Regions from separate parts of the Mus musculus genome. Here region 2 is linked to region 1. The links are chromatin contacts, called in public Micro-C maps. All regions are on one chromosome and are shown on one strand. The core of a region is the stretch at or near the end of the contact, and the rest is flanking DNA. Distances in the headings are between cores, read along the strand shown.

What was found. A called contact is a pair of places that touch in the nucleus more often than the background predicts.
Region 2: a contact with region 1 is called in a Micro-C map of granulosa cells, with 1.5 times the contacts expected there. The contact joins two enhancer-like sites. A contact is called at or near these places in 5 of 484 Hi-C or Micro-C datasets (Kupffer cells, frontal cortex, granulosa cells and 2 more), 1 of 115 datasets of contacts at active chromatin or transcription factors (embryonic stem cells) and 1 of 9 other capture datasets (liver).

The regions. Positions count from the first base shown.
Region 1 is chr9:57,314,858-57,319,764 of GRCm38.p6, reverse strand. The region is part of intron 1 of Gm39343 (a long non-coding RNA gene); the gene reads right to left. Among named protein-coding and RNA genes, the nearest start is that of Gm39343, 7.7 kb to the right of the region's middle. Within about 2 kb of position 2,289, at least 38 of the 459 cell types and tissues checked have an H3K27ac peak or open chromatin away from gene starts, as enhancers often do. A contact at or near this core is called in granulosa cells, where this site is marked.
Region 2 is chr9:57,382,217-57,387,714 of GRCm38.p6, reverse strand. It overlaps a transcript of Ppcdc not described here. Among named protein-coding and RNA genes, the nearest start is that of 4930430J02Rik, 6.1 kb to the left of the region's middle. Within about 2 kb of position 2,879, at least 16 of the 459 cell types and tissues checked have an H3K27ac peak or open chromatin away from gene starts, as enhancers often do. A contact at or near this core is called in granulosa cells, where this site is marked.

The DNA of each region.
Region 1 (4,907 bases), core at 1,040-3,539:
ATAATCATAAATGTTTGGCTTATTAGTAGCATTCTTCAGTGTCAGCCACAAAAACTATAGTGAGCTCATATGTAGGTGCAGGAATGGCTGCCCAGTGGTCAGCTCTGACTCAAGATATTTTAGATATAACAGTTCATTTTTTAAATAATATTTATTTATTATATGTAAGTACACTGTAGCTGTCTTCAGACACTCCAGAAGAGGGAGTCAGATCTCATTACAGATGGTTGTGAGCCACCATGTGGTTGCTGGGATTTAAACTCAGGACCTTAGGAAGAACAGTTGGCGCTCTTAACCATTGAGCCATTTCACCAGCCCAATATAACAGTTCATCTTGACCTTTGATTTGATGGGTCCTACATAAGGCTTTGCGGAATTTCATAAGATTATCAAACCTCATACAGAACATTCAGAATATACAGAACAAAACAGGAAATGTGGTCAGCATGTCCTTGAGCCAAGTCACTTCTCTGTGTCAATGACTGGCAGGCATGTTACAGCAATAATATGAAATAGCTGACAGACATGGAACAAAATGGTCACAGCTATTTTGGGGGGATGGGGTCAGACCACAACAGTGTTTTGCCTGTCTGCATGTATATATAGCTTGTACATGCCCAATGCCCAGAAGAGGGCATCTTCCATCTCTTTTTGGTCATCTCTGATCAACACAGCTGGTCACCCTTTTTCATTACCATCATGCCGTTGGTCTTCTTCCTCAGGAAGGTCATCTGTGCCTGCTTCAGGCTCTGCCTGCACGCTAGTCTGATCTTTCCTCACAGAGGCGCTGCTTTGCTCTCCTGTGTTTGGTTTTGGAAACCCAAGACAAGGGGCTGACATGCATATTTTACACATCAAAGCAGACCTGGCCTCCAGGTTCTCCCAGCATCCCTCAGGTGCTATCTGGCATACCCTGCCCCCAACCCTGAACTGTCCAGCCCAGGGGCTGGGCTGCCCTTCCCCCAGAGGCTCTTCCCTATGTAAACTAAATGTTTTGGTCTCTTCCTCTCTCTCCTCCTTTCTCCTCCTTCTCTCTCTTCTCTCTCTGTGTCTAAGCACTTTCTCTCCCTCTTCTCATTTCTCTCTCCCCATGGTGACTTCCCTGACTTCAGGCTTGGGGCCAGTAAACTTACCCACCTGAGAGCAGCTACCCAATAAACCTGATAAATATAATTCCAATAAGTATAATCTAATCTATCTTGAATTAGCTCATTTTACTACTTGCGGAGAAATAACCTATCAATGTGTGACACTATTCCTGGGAGACTGAAGAAATGTCAACTCTCCCCATATAGGAACTGACAAAGAAACAAAACCAAGAATGCCATTTTAGTGCAATGTGGGGAACCGTTGAGTATTACCGTCGTTACTGGCAGAAATGTATATGGGTGAGGGGTTCCTTGCAGGAGCAGGAATGATTCTAAGGCAGCTGTATCCCCAGAGCTCACCCCAGCATGATTGACAGCTCACTGGGTTGGACAGTGTCCTTTTAGGTGCCCCCATTGGTCTGAGCCTCTTCCAGGCAGTCCCACTAGTCTGGGAGAGTCTCTGAGCAGTCCTTACAGTTTCCTGGATGCTTGGGGAGGGAGGTCTAGTGAATCCAATCCATTTCAGGAACTTCCTGAAGCTATTTTGAGTTGTTCAGTGAGCTTAATGGGCTTCCCCACAGGGTGGAAGGTTTCATCTCTCTTGAGAGCAATCTGTGTCTCCCTGAGCTTCGCTCCAAGACGGACAGCTTTACCTTGGAGGAAATTGCTGCGTGAGAGCTCTTCTTGTGGCTTATCCTTATCTCTACTGTGTGCTGTGCTCTTTGTCAATTTTTCCAGCGTGTTCAACAGAGAATCTGCTTTTTAATTTTATCTGAGTCAGCTCCTCCTTAGTGTCCTGAAGGTCATGGCTGGTTGTCCACTCCTAGGACTGAAGCCACTTTTGTCCCTTCCGGCGGTGTTTCCTGATACATGCTGGCATTCAGTGGGACTCTCCGCATCGCATCAACAGGAGGAGGAATGTGTGCTGGAGAACGATATGTCCTGTCCCATGAAAGCTGGTCCAAATCAAATGAGGAACTGCAGTTTCCTTCCTCGATATAGAGCTTTCCACCCCCTGGCAGCTTCAAACACGGAAAGCACCCGCGCTGACACACTAACAAAGAATGATGCAGGGGAGTGGCAGGGAGCTTCTAGGGAATTGCTGAAACATTTTAATAAATGAAGTTTTTAAAGAGACAAACCTGAGGACATGATTATAAATCTATAGATATTTTGCTGGGCTCAAAATTCTTCTCAGCCTCTGCCAGGCTTGACTGCTCTTTGCTGATTGGTCCAGTTCTTCACCCTATTTGAATGTCCACATTAAGCTAATCTTGCCCCAGATGGCATCCTGTAAATCTGAGCTTCGGTGGTGGAGGACACACACAGCGCCTGAGAATTCAGTGGAGGAATGGTCATTGGCCACAGGATTCCCAGAGGGGATCTTTTCCTTCCCCAGCCTCCAAGGCTCTATAGCTTGGTCGATGACAGGAATCCCTTCCTGATCCACTTTCCAGCTGGCAGATGTAGACCACTCATCACTTCACTTCAGAGGTCTCTTCCAGAAGCTTGGAAAACTGTAACCCTTCTCAGACCTGCAGACCTGCTCTGCCAAGGATGGCTTTTGATGGCTTCTGATGTTTTTGGGAGCGTTGAACTAATACTTCTCAGAGCTGTACAGGTTCTTGGGCTACTCAGGAATTAACAATAAAGTACCTCCAGTTTGCAACCTGAATATCTGCCTGTTCTGATCTTGGAGTAGGGTGGGCAAGAACCTGGCAGGTGAAAGGACCAACCTCCTTTGCTTTGCACCTGCAGTCAGATTAGTATCTAAAGCCTTTCCAGCTTTATTCTGTCACCCTTTCCTGCCAGGCATTTCCTTCCTTAACATACTGAATGCCATATTAACATATTAACACTGAACACAGCTGATGCACAGAGCAACCCACAACTTTGCTGTGTTTCAAGAAGATTGCTTCCCTGTCAGATTCTTGACCGATGGAGAGTTGAGAATCTCAAATAATCCACTTGAGTTTACCCAATACATTTTGTCATGTTGGTAATATTGCTAGCCATCTCCTTAGGTGAAAGCTTGAAACTGTAGCTCAAGATGCGGGGGTCAGGGGTTTCTCTGTGAAGCGTTGGCTATCCTGGAACTCACTGTGTAGACCAGGCTGGTCTTAAACTCACAGAGTTCTACCTTGCCTCTACCTCCCAAGTGCTGGGATGAAAGGCATGTGCCACCACAACGAAGAATTTCTGATTTCAATGAGGCAAAATAGATCCTGAGATGATGTCCCAGCCAGGCCAAGATGACCTGGACTGTTACCATGGAAATGTTCAATGCTCCACTTTATTTTTTTTTTCCTATATTCTACTGAAACCTGGCTGCTTTTTAATTTTTTTATTGCATTCATTTGGGGTCAGGGAGAGGTGTGGTGTCAAAGGACAACTTGCAGTCTATTAAGCTTGAACCTCCTTAGCACACTCCAGCTTGCTTTTGCAGTGTATTCTGGGTTTAAGATCATTTCGTCACAAGCCTGCTATCAGCCACATGATGGTCAGAGCATTAAAAGGCTCATAGACAACATCATAAAGTAAGGATTTATGAAAGAACTCAGTGGGGAAACCCCCACTCAGCTCCCGATTCGGCGTGCACCCAAGAATCACGAATAGAACACAACACCTTGATGTAACAACAAGAGGTTTTTTAATGGCGGAGCTCCGGGTCGAAACGTATCTCACATAACAGGAGACAGTGGATTCGACCACGAGGCTTGGAAGCTAGGGGTTTTTATAGAAAAGGAGTGGGGCTGGGGGAGGAATTGGCGCGGTTTCACATGATTGGTCCATTTAAACATCAGCAGCCTGTAACATTTAACTTAGGTCAGAGGGGTGGGAGCTAGGGAGGCGATGGGCTTGCATGTCCTGGTCTGTTCTGCTATGTTCTCAGCCCCAGGTTTCAAAGCTCAGAAACAACTCTTTGGGCTATTTAACATACATTACATGAATTACAGTTTTATTTCCTTTCATTTACAAGAACAGTAACAATTCAGAAGTTTAAAATAATATCTAGGCACAGTGGCTGCCTAAATTAGTTTATTTTGCTTCGATGAAACACTATGACCAAAACCAAGTCGGGGAGCAAAGGATTTATATGGCTTACATTTCCATATGACAGACCATCAATCAAAGGAAATCAGGACAGGAATTCAAGCAGGGCAGGAACCTGAAGGCAGGAGCTGCTGCAGAGGCCACAGAGGAATGCTGCTTACTGACTTGCTCAGTCTGCTTTCTTAAAAAAACTCAGGACCACCTGGCCAGGGGAGGCACCACCCACAATGGGCTGGGCCTTCCCTGACCAATTGCTAATTAAGAAAATGCCTTACAGGCTTACTTACAGCCTGTTCTTAGGAAGTCATTTTCTCAGCTGAGGTTTCCTCCTCTCAGATAGCTCTAGTTAGTGTCAAGTTGACATAAAGCTAGTCTGCACAGTGGCTCGCTCCTATAGTCTCCGCTTGTGGGAGGCAGGGCTGAGAAGACTGTTGACTTTGAGGCCAGCCTGGACCGGAGTGACACTTTGCCTCAAAAGAGAGTTTAAAACAACAATCGTATTGTTGTTTTAAGCCTAAGAGCCTGGAGAAATGACTCAGTAGATAGACTGTTGTTGCAGAGAACCTGAGTGCGGCTTCCAGCACCCATATGATGGCTCACAACCCCCTGTAACTCCAGTTCCCGGATATCCGACTCTCTCTTTTGCCCTCTGTGGTCTCTGCCTAATGTGGTGACGGTGTGGGTGGATACTTTGCCTACAGAGGAGCAGAGATCTAGGCGAGGACCTCAGTTTGTCACAGCCCTTTCGGACTCATGACACTGCAT
Region 2 (5,498 bases), core at 1,630-4,129, 67 kb before region 1:
TTCTGCTGGCCTCTGCCTCCTGAATGCTGAGGTTCAGGGGCACACCACCACCACCTGGAAGTAGATTGAGTTCTTAGAGTTGGGCATAGCAGCTCATCCCTGTAATCCCAGCATTGGAAAGACCAAACAAGAAGGATCTCTGTAGGATCATGGCCAGCATGGTTTACATAGTAAAACCCTGTCTTTAAAGGGGAAAGAGAGAAAGCAAAAATGAACTCTTACAACTCATCAGGAAAGCAAGGAGGACAAAGCATAGCTCAGAGGTAGAGTGCAGGGTTAGCATACTCCAGGCCATGAGTTCAATACCCAGTGATTTCGTGCTCTTGTGATCCCTGTCTAAATGGCCCAATTTAAAAGTAGGTAAAAGGGTAGTAGCTATTTAACCAGGGAAAATTAAATATATGCTTACCTAGTAACCAAACAATCTCATGCCTAGTTATCAGCCCCAGAGAAATGAAAACATGTGTTTCTACAAATACTTGATTCCCACAATCAAGAAACATTATTCATAATGACCTAAAATTGGTAGCAGCCCAAAAGTTTATCAACAGGAAAAAAGCCAGGCGTGATGGCACATACTTATAATCTCAGCACTTGGAGCTTGGAAGCAGTTCAAGGCTGGCCTTGTTCTATAGTGGGTCTGAGGTCAGCTGCATGTGGCCTGACTCAAACACACAGGGTTTAATATTATATTTTGGGGGGGGGGCGCGGCATTTTGTGCTGTGTCACACATGTGGAGGTCAGAGGACAACATGCAGGAGTCAATTTTCTCCTTTCACGATGTGGGTCCCAGGAATCAAACGCAGGTTGTCAGGCTTAGTGGTGGGTACTTGCCTCCTAGTGAGTCATCTAACAGTGCTCCACCTTCTTTTTAGATGTCTCTTATTTTATGTGTACGAGTGTTTTTACCTATATGTATGTGTGTGCCCAGTGCCCATAGAAGTCAGAAGAGGGCATTGGATCCTCTGGATCAATGGATTTGGAGCTGGGGATGATTGTAAGCCACTGTCTGGATGCAGGGAATCAAACCCTAGTCCTCTGCAAGGGCAGTCAGTTTTGTTAACCACTAAATCATCTTTCTGGACTTTGTGCCCCCCCTTTTTTTTAATTAAAGAGAGAAAGCAAGTTTATTTAGTACATTGCAAAGAATATAGCAAAAATAGCAATAACAGAGAAAACCCTAGTTTTAAAGAGTCAGAAATATTTTAATCCCAGCAAAAGCATAAATTATATAAATGATGGTAAAATAATTTTTTTTGGTCGTGGTGGGGATATTATTCTGTAGCCCAGGCTGGATTTTAACTCATTGTATAGTTCACACTGCCTCAAGCTCACAACAGTACCCTTGCCTCTGTCCCTCAATGGCTAGGATGCAAGTTTGAGGCAAGCCTGGTCTATGTAGAGAATTTCAGAATAGTCCACCTTTGGTAGTTTAAATAAGTAGTTTATATATTTGAATGCATAGTCACCAGGGAATGGTATTCTTTGATAGGATTAGAAGGATTAGGGGTGTGACCTAGTTAATAGACTCGTGTTACTCACTGAGTGTGGGCTTTGAGATTTCAAGAGCCCATTGCCAGACCCAGTCTCTCTCTCTTTTTGCCTCTCTGCCTAAGGATCAAGAGGTAACTCTCAGATACTGCCTTAGCACCTGCTTGCATGCCACCATGCTCCTTGTCATACTTGCCTTGGTGATGGTGCCTCTTCACAGCAACAGAACAATGACTAAGATACAAGTCTATACAACAAAGCCCATCTCAAAAGAAGAAAAAAAAAGGAAGAAAAGTGGGAGTTGGGGATGTAACTCGGAGGTAGAGTGCTTGCCCAGCATGCATAAAGCCCTGGCGTTGATGCCCAGCACTCCTTAAACTAGGTGTGATGCCAACCAACTGTCAGCCAAGCACTTGGTAGGTTAAGGTAGGAGAATCAGGAGTTCTAGATCAGCCTCAACCATAGAACAAGGTTGAGGCCAACATGGGCTACATCACACTATGCCTCTGAAGAAAGAAAGACAGGTGGGGGTGGGTGGAGAAAAGGCCAAGTGTGTGATCAGGAGCCCTTGAACATCATTGAGATTGTTGACTGAGATGGCAGCCAGTGTGCTGAGTGGATCCAAACATCACAATGGTGTGACCACTTGAAAGGCAATTTGGAGGTTTTGTACGACGTCAAGTATAGGGGCAGGAGAGGTGGCTTAGTGGTTAAGGGCACTGGCTGCTCTTCCAGAACACCTAGGTTTGATCTTCAGCACCCATACAGCAGCTCACAATCATCTGTAACTCCAGGGGTGAAGATGATATCTACTTCTGGTTCTAATAGAGCTCTCTGCTTCCTGAGCCACCAACAGGACGCAGCATGATGGGCCCATTGCCACAGGTGATCCCTTCTCAGCCTCCATGTTGAAATCAGCTGAACTGCCTGGAAGAGACTCACACTAACTGAGCCACCTGGAGGACAATCTCCAACCTGCTGAGCTGTCTGCAGGCTGTGCAGTGAGCTCTAGGTTCCCTGCTTTTGTGAGCTGTCAGTCATGCTGGGGTTGGCTTTGGTGATGCAGATGTCTTACAGTCATTCACGCTCCTGTATGTAACCCCAATAAACCTCATTGGTTCACCAGGTAGGACTTTGGTGATGTCCTTACTTTGGTCTGCTGTTAGTGCTCTATCTGGGGTGAATGGGCTGTGTCTGCCCAGGGATAGTCTTGTCACACAACCCTGGGACAGGTGAGGAGTCTTTACTCCTTTAAGTTCCTTGGCTGAACTTATTTGCTTTCACACTCACCAAGATACAAAGTCATTGAGTTGAGTTACAGTGACTTCCCTGTCATAATGGGATGTACTTCTGAACTTGAGCCAAAAGAAGGTTGCTCCTGTCTGGAGTTTAGTCATCAAGACAAGAAAATTAAGCAATACATTGCCCAAGGGAGTTGCCAAATGCACTTTAGATTAGAGTAACGTAACTCCACATGAGACCAAATCACAAAATAAGATGAGTTTAAAAATAAAACAGACAAACGAAAAGCCCCACAGGCTCTGGAAAGATGGTTCAGCTGTTAAAGTATTTATTGCTCTAGCAGGGGACCTGTGATCAATCCTCAGTAGCCACATAACAGCTCACAACTATAAATAACTCCAGTTCTGGGGATCTGATACCCTCTTCTGACCAGAACTCTCATAGTATACAAACACATACATGTATGTGTGTATTTATGCAGGCAAACACATACATAAAATAAAAACTTAAAAATCTTAGCCAAAATTCAAACCTCTAAAAAAGTATAAAAGTACAGTGTCTGGTGTCTAAGTTGAAAGTTATGACATATGCAAGAAATAGTGGGAACATATGACATGTTAATGATGAAACAAATCAACAGAGACAGACAGGAAAAGGCCAGAAGTAATAGAGCAGTAGACACAGACATTAAGAAAACAGTTACTGGCTGGCATGGCGGCTCATTCCTGTAACCCCAGTGTTTGGGAAGTAAAGTGAGACAACTGGGAGGGAGTTCAGGGTCATGCTGGCCTACACATGGAGTTTGAGCCCAGGCTGGCCTACACATGGAGTTTGAGCCCAGGCTGGCCTACACATGGAGTTTGAGCCCAGGCTGGCCTACACATGGAGTTTGAGCCCAGGCTGGCCTACACATGGAGTTTGAGCCCAGGCTGGCCTACACATGGAGTTTGAGCCCAGGCTGGCCTACACATGGAGTTTGAGCCCAGGCTGGCCTACATGAGACCCTGTCTCAAAAAACCAAAACAGAACACTCTAAAAATATAAGTGTAATCCATATAATTAGGAAGGTAGGCAAAGCCCAGCGGAGGCCCTGGAGAGTGGCTCAGAAGTTAGCTTAGTTTCCAAAGGGATGCAGTGGGCTGAGTTCAGGTTTTGGGCTGGAGAGATGATGTTGGCTCAGTGAATAAGAGCATGTGCTATTGTTCTTCAGTAGTTCAGCCCAAGCACCCCTGTCAGATGGTGTTCATCCCACCCGGCAAAAAATAAGGCATTACCACAATATTTGAGCCACATTTGAAACAAGCTTTATTTATTAAGCACTGGCTAGGATGATGGGCACTGGTCAGGTACATATCTGGGACCCCAGAGAATAGTCATAAATTAGGTTACTCGGGTGCTTATAAAGGCAAAACCCCTAAGGCTACAAACTTCCAGCCTTCATCCAATCAAGGGCAAGTATACATCCTGACCTACTTGCTGCCTACACATCTCCTGCCTACCTGTGCTAAAGCACACCCTGTGCAGTTGGGGCAACCAAGCTTGCTTATTTAATGAAAACACATGGCTTGTTATCTTATATGAACCATGCCTCCCCAGCATTCCTGGAAGTTATCCATCCTTAGGTAAGTGGGACTTAGAGTCTAGAGGGATTTTTTTTTTTTGTTTTGTGTTATAGATCTCTTAAACATAGTAATTAAAACTTAAAACAATTTTAACCCTTACAATGGCTCACAACCACCTTTACCTCCAACTCAAGGGTATTGGATGCCCTTGTCTGGACTTCTCTGACACTTGCACATATATGGCATGCACTCACACAGATACACAGACACACACACACACACACACACACACACACACAAATAAAAATAAATCTTAAAATATTCCCAAATGTAGATGAATATAATGGTGTATATCTGTATCCCTGGCACCCCAGATGGAGACAGGAATTCCTAAGTTCAAGTTCATCTATGAGAACAGATCAAGTTCAGGACTAACCTGGAATATATGAACTATCATCTAAAACATTATCTAGGCTATATAAATACCTCTGCTAATTTTTTTACATTTATCTACCCATTTTCTGTGTATATGTGCACCCACACATGTTATGGCTCACACAGGATAGAGGACACCTTACATGAATTGGTTTTCTTTTTCCACCTTTTTCCACCTTGTGGTCCAATTTCAACTCAGGTCTTTAAGCCTCTAGTCTGTGCCTGCAGATCTGTCTCTGCTGACCCTATAAAGAAGCTTAATATCTTGATAATAAAAACTCAAACTGCCCTCCAAAATGATTTAAGTGGACACCGTGTAACGCAAATTTAGAAGCTGCTTCTGCTAAGAAGCAGAGACTCCTTACTCGGCCCTGCAGGGTAACCACGGTGGGGTACGGCAGGCATCTCTGTCTTGTCACCATTGCTTTAAGACAGACTCCTGCTCAACTCTGTAGGTCTGTTCATCACTCAAGGGCGGTCTGCCTGAAAACTGGTGACCACGTTGATAAGCCCTACATTCACCTAACTGTTCAAAGGTACAAAGAAGAGCGCTGAGAGCATTTCACCTTTGCTTAAGTACAAACAATCTTCTCACGGCCCCCTTAGCCACCTTCCAAAGCCAGGACTGAGATCCCCAACAGTCAGAACACAGTTTGGCTGAGACTGCTTCATCATGCAAAAACCTGTCTCCATGCCTCAATTATCCATTTAAACCTAAAGCCCATGCCAATATCCTAAAGGTGACTGAAATGTTTGATCATGCTGATT